Regions from separate parts of the Zea mays genome. Here region 2 is linked to region 1. The links are chromatin contacts, called in public Hi-C maps. All regions are on one chromosome and are shown on one strand. The core of a region is the stretch at or near the end of the contact, and the rest is flanking DNA. Distances in the headings are between cores, read along the strand shown. Region 1 holds the start of LOC100272444. Region 2 has its middle 6.4 kb from the start of LOC103627441.

Evidence for each region. Hi-C and Micro-C count contacts between places; a contact is called where the count stands out from the background.
Region 2: a Hi-C map of leaf shows a contact between it and region 1, with 7 times the contacts expected there. The contact joins the enhancer-like site here to the promoter of LOC100272444 in region 1. A contact is called at or near these places in 23 of 25 Hi-C or Micro-C datasets (bundle sheath, ear, endosperm and 6 more) and 1 of 3 datasets of contacts at active chromatin or transcription factors (seedling).

Annotation. Positions count from the first base shown.
Region 1 is chr5:191,071,640-191,074,298 of Zm-B73-REFERENCE-NAM-5.0, reverse strand. It overlaps LOC100272444, which reads left to right and starts at 1,353. Exons shown (of 9, transcript NM_001146918.1): 1 at 1,353-1,475.
Region 2 is chr5:191,179,983-191,182,641 of Zm-B73-REFERENCE-NAM-5.0, reverse strand. No RefSeq gene overlaps it. Among protein-coding and RNA genes, the nearest start is that of LOC103627441, 6.4 kb to the right of the region's middle. Within about 2 kb of position 1,316, at least 19 of the 20 cell types and tissues checked have an H3K27ac peak or open chromatin away from gene starts, as enhancers often do. A contact at or near this core is called in bundle sheath, ear, endosperm and 5 more, where this site is marked.

The sequences.
Region 1 (2,659 bases), core at 104-2,603:
CTCCGATCTACTTTTTAGGGTAGGAGTAGGACCAAGCAAATCCACACCTTCACAGTAGGCAAGTAGCAACAGAAGATGTAGATTTACTTCTCTTCGAGCTCTATAATTTTCATATAAAGTTTATCTTCATCCAATTTCATATCCAATTTCATAATTTTATAACTATATTATTATACAGAAAAAAGAAAATTGGGTACCTGAATTCCGGGTATTCGTATCCAAGCCGAATATCCAGGTATTTACAGGGCAGTACTCGCTCCGTATCCGATCCGAATATGAAGCTGAACTATCTGGACATTACCCATATCAGTCTCAAATATAAAAATATCTGAATCCATATCCGAAAAAATAAGTATTTCTACTATTCATATTCGGTAACGACGGTTATACCGATCCGTTTTCACCCTTACTTTGTATGATAGTAGTAGGACCAAGCAAACCCACACCTTCAAAGTTGACAGGTAGAGGCGAGTAGCAGCAGATGCAGATATACATCTCCTTGCAACAAACACTTGGATAAGCGAGAACAGAAAAGATCTTTGTCTCTTTTGCTCCCGTCCCATTTGACCTCCCACCGCCCCTCCGGACGACATATCCGCCGCTCTGAATGAATCCGCCATGGGCATTTTGTACACACTACACGCTAGGTCGCTAGCGATGGATGGCACCGTGCTCGGCCGCACTGGGCTTAAAAAATGAGCTCGGAGCTGTCATGTCCTAATAACTCCCGATGCCACCGAGGGAGAAATCTTCTTTTAATTTACCAAATGCACGCGCACAATTGGAACAGGTAAGCTGGTGACCAGGAAAGCAATTCCAGGGAGCGGGAGGAAGACTAAAGAAAAAAAAATCAAGGAGACGACGGAAAGGAGGTGAAGACGAGTACTCGATTCTTTCCTCGATCGCTAGAAAAAGTGGAAGCCAAACGAAGAAAGCTGATAGAGAGAGAGTAGACTAGCAGTAGTAGTTTATAGTGGCAATAATGGTTTGGCAGGCATTGGGAATCCCGGCGCCAGTGTTTCCATCCCCAGCGCTGAATTCCGAGAGATCTCGTCTGCCCTCTCGTCCTCGTCGGGCCGTCACGGCAGCGGCTCGGCTCTCACTAGTTCGCTAGTGGTGTGCGCCAAGTTGTGGAACTGGCCTTTTGCCCGCCCGCCCCCTTCCTTTTTTGAGCGCATATAAGCGAGCAGCGTTTCGCCTTTGGGATCGGCGGGGCCGCCGCTTTTTGGTTGCGCTCTCCCCTCCTCTCCTCTCCCCTGTACCCTGCCTTTCCATTGGAGCGCCCAAAGCCGGACGGCACCACCATTTAAAGGAGGCCAAGCGCGCACACGGCGGAGGAGAAGAGACCAACACCTCACACTCCATTCACGCCAGGGATCGATCGCGCCGCTATAGCTGCTGCACCTGCACGCTTTGCCTCTTCTTCGTTCTCTGCCGCTGCGCTAGCTAGCTGCGGCTCCGAGCCTCCGACGCAGGTGCGTTTCTTGATTTACTCAGCTCTTGGAATTCGGTAGCGTGATCGGGAAAAGATCCTGATTTGGCTAGGATAGGGCCGGCGGGCGCCGGGGCCGTGCTCGTGCTCGTGCGTTAGTGTTTTAATTTCTTCATTCCGATGCGTGGCCTAAGAAAGGAGACTGGCGCTGGCGGTCGCTCGGGTCGGCGTGGAATTCGATGTGGAAAGCGAGATCGTCTCGGATAGTGCCCCTGCGTGCGCGCCTGGGGGCCGCTGTCTTTCGTGCAATCGTCGTTGCTTGATTTGGTTTCTTCCTTTCAGTTCAAGTCTACCCGTGCCGCTTCCTTAGTGTACGAGCAGTTCCATCGATTTCCTGCCTAGCCACTCTTGTTTCTTAGTGCCTCCGCGATTGCTCTCATGTGCAGCGGATTCCATCTTGAAGTGTCCACCGTGCTGGAGGGTTTGGCTTCTTCGCGTTCTTAGTTAGCCTTTGTTGGTATTGTAGAGACCCTACAGGAGGCTAGTCTTTGAGGTTCTTTTGCTAATCGCTTCTTTGATTTCTCCTACTGAAAGCATGATTAAAACCTTGTGTACTCAACTCTTGATAGTTCGTTTCAGTTTTGGTTCTTTCTTGCGGTGAAAATCTCTTGTGCAATTCCTCCGAGGAGTCCCACAACTCGTTCCTACCATGAATACATGATGTTAGTAGTATCTTTAAGAATACAAACATGAACTCGTATTTGTCGGTTCATCTATGATGTGGTTTTGATATAGTTAACTTGTACTGAATGTACGACTCTTGCTCTGTGTACTACAGTGTTCTGCTGCTGACATGGCTGAATTATTTCCACATGGTGCAATCATTCTTTTTCGTATATATATAAGTGCTAATGATAGTCCATCTACTTATGCCAGCTTTGGTTAGCCACTTCTTGTAAGACCTATGTGAGTAACTAGTTATTGAGGACATTTGACTACAATAAAAAAACAAACTGACTGAGCATTGGATGGTCTTCAGACTCTTTTCTTCTTTTTGTGAAGTGATCGCTGGTTCTTCTCTTTCAAAAGTTGGTTCTCGCTGACCAGCTGAAAGTTTATTTTGAATTGAATTACATTAAGTAATTATTGTACTACTTTGTGAGCTGTCGAATCTCTAGTTTTTCTTAATATCATGATACATAGCTCTCTTGCATGTTCGATAAAAAA
Region 2 (2,659 bases), core at 67-2,566, 110 kb before region 1:
CAAGGCAGCAAGGTGTCGTCTCGTCTGTCTGATACTAATCGCATGCATGCAAAGCCTGTAACGGCTGAACACATGACAGAAAGAATCGTAGAAAGCCATCCGTAGTTGCCTAAGCCTAGCTCCGCCTGCACCACGCAGCGCAGGTGCAGGATCGCCGGGAGAACGACGCAACAGTGGCGATCGATCAGTGGCGCCGGGACGAATCTCTCCGAGGCGAGTGGATTCCGTCGTCGTGTCGACCTCCGTGTGGCCGCCCGGAGGAATCTGTGTCGTGGCCGTGTGGAATTGAAGAAGCCCTTTTGACCCCCCTCTGATCGAGTGGTCGTCTGAAAATCTAGGAGCAGCGCGCGCGAAGGCGGCCTACTAGATTCTACGCCGCATTACCAGCTGGGTGCCATGATATCGATATCCTTTTCTTTTTTTTTCCTTCCCACGGCTCACTCTCTCTTGTCAGTGTGTGTGTGAGGGCGAATAATAAAAAGCGGGCGCGCGGCAAGTGGGTTGCATTGGCATGCTTACTGCTTAGCGCTAGTGCCCTCGGCTTCTGGTTATTAGCAAAAGAGCCTGGTTCCGTTGCGAGTTGGACAAAGACGCATTTCTCTCTCTCTCTCTCTCTCTCTCTCTCTCTCTCTCTCTCTCTCTCTCTCTCCTTGATGCGGCAAAAAAGCGAGGTTCCAGGTGCCTTTCTTCGAGTGCAAGGTATCCATGCGTATCTTTCACCTCTCGCTTGCTTGCTGCTCGCCTCCGAGCCAACTTTACCTGCACTGCACTTGTTCACAACTTTCTTTTTTAAAATTTTCACCTACTAATAAGGGCACGGCCGGTTAGCTCATTAATTCCAGGCCCAGGAACTGTTCCAATTACTCTTTTTCTCTCTTACTTTTTGAAACAAAATTTACGTAGACACAAAAGGCGCCATAATTTCCTTTTATCAAGGGGGAAAAAAAATCCACCATCGTGGACGTTATGTTTCTGAATCTCTGATTAACCTACTACCCACCACTTAATGCTGATAGTGATTTAATCAGTTCTGAAAACGCAAAGCACTTTTTGAAGCATATATTTCTGCAAAGCTCAAGTCTGATGAGGTGGACAGCCCCCCCCCCCCCCCCCCCCCCGAGTGCCCAACATTCTTTTTGGATGACGTCACCACCACCGGTGCAGCCACCGAAGAAGGAATCTACAAGATGTACCTCGCCTGCAGGGATGCAAATCTGTATGTGTGCAAAAGAAAGACACACACACACACTGCATATGAGTGTGTGTGGATGATGTGATCTGCATATAGTACTACTAGCTTTCAGGTAGGGTCGTGTAGTGCTCCCATCTCGGGGGGTCCTACACCCGAAAAAATAACAATATGACACCTTTCTGCTGCACCGGCAGTGTGAGCGTTGCTCGTGCGCAAGCACTGACATGGATGAATAATAATTTTGTGTCGTAGACGAGGTACTTAGAACTTTAGACCGACTAGATTTATATATATATACAGGGAAGAGGTAATGGAAGCCCTGGGCTTCCGTTAGTGGACGAAGCCCCAGCCAGAGAGACCGATCGGGTCGCGTTCGGCCCACTGGACGCCAGCCTGCACCATTTATGCAAAGGATAACCACGTATCCCGTCTTACACGCGACATGCAATTACACAACCATAAATATGTGTACAAATGTGCATAACTCATGCATAAATGGAATCTTTGCATGCCAGGAATCACGCGCACGAATATTTGCATGTGCTAGACGTTTACGACTGCATAACGTTGTGATACATGATAGCGTAAACCATGCAAACATTTAAAATCTCCCACCGGTTTTGAGATAAGGAAAGACGTGCTCTTCGTGCGCGTAAATAAAGGCGCAGTTACGGGAGAAAACAAATACGCACACATAAATATATGTAGTAATGTGCATAAATCATGCATAGAAGGGATATTTTGTACCTTGACTCACGGAAACGAATATTACCATGTGCACACCGTTTACGACTCCATAACGATGTGTAACATGATAGCATAAACCATGCATTATATAAATCTTGACCAGTTTGATATAAGGAAAGACGTGCTGCATAATCGCGTAAATAAAGGGACAGTTACGGTTCGAGGAGCATTAGTAGAAGGAAATAAATTTTAATTTACAGCCGCAGTTCGCGGGTTCTGCTCGGGCGGATTCCAGCGTAAAACGTGAGCTAAAACATCGTAAATGAGTACGAAATTTAGCGTAAATCATATATTTGTTTTGTAACAGCAAACGAAGCCCAAAATTACGGCGTGAAAATCGCGTGCACCAATCGTGCGCGGGTTCTGGCTAGGGCAGATTCCGGCGTAAAACGTGAGCTAAAACATCGTAAATGAATACGAAATTTAGCGTAACTCCTATATTAGCTAAAACAGCGTAGATTGATCACGTTCGATCGTGCACGGATTTTGGCTTGGTCAAATTTCAGCGTAAAACGTGAACCAAACAGCGTAAATGGGTACAAATTTTATCGTACATCACCAATCTATTTCGTAACAACGAATGTGGCCTAAATTACGACGTCAAAATCGCGCTCCGATCGTGCTCGGGTTCTAGGTCAGGTGGATTTAAGCGTAAGACGTGATCCGAAACAGCGTAAATGGATACGAATTTTAGCGTAAATCAATGATCTGTTTTAAAAC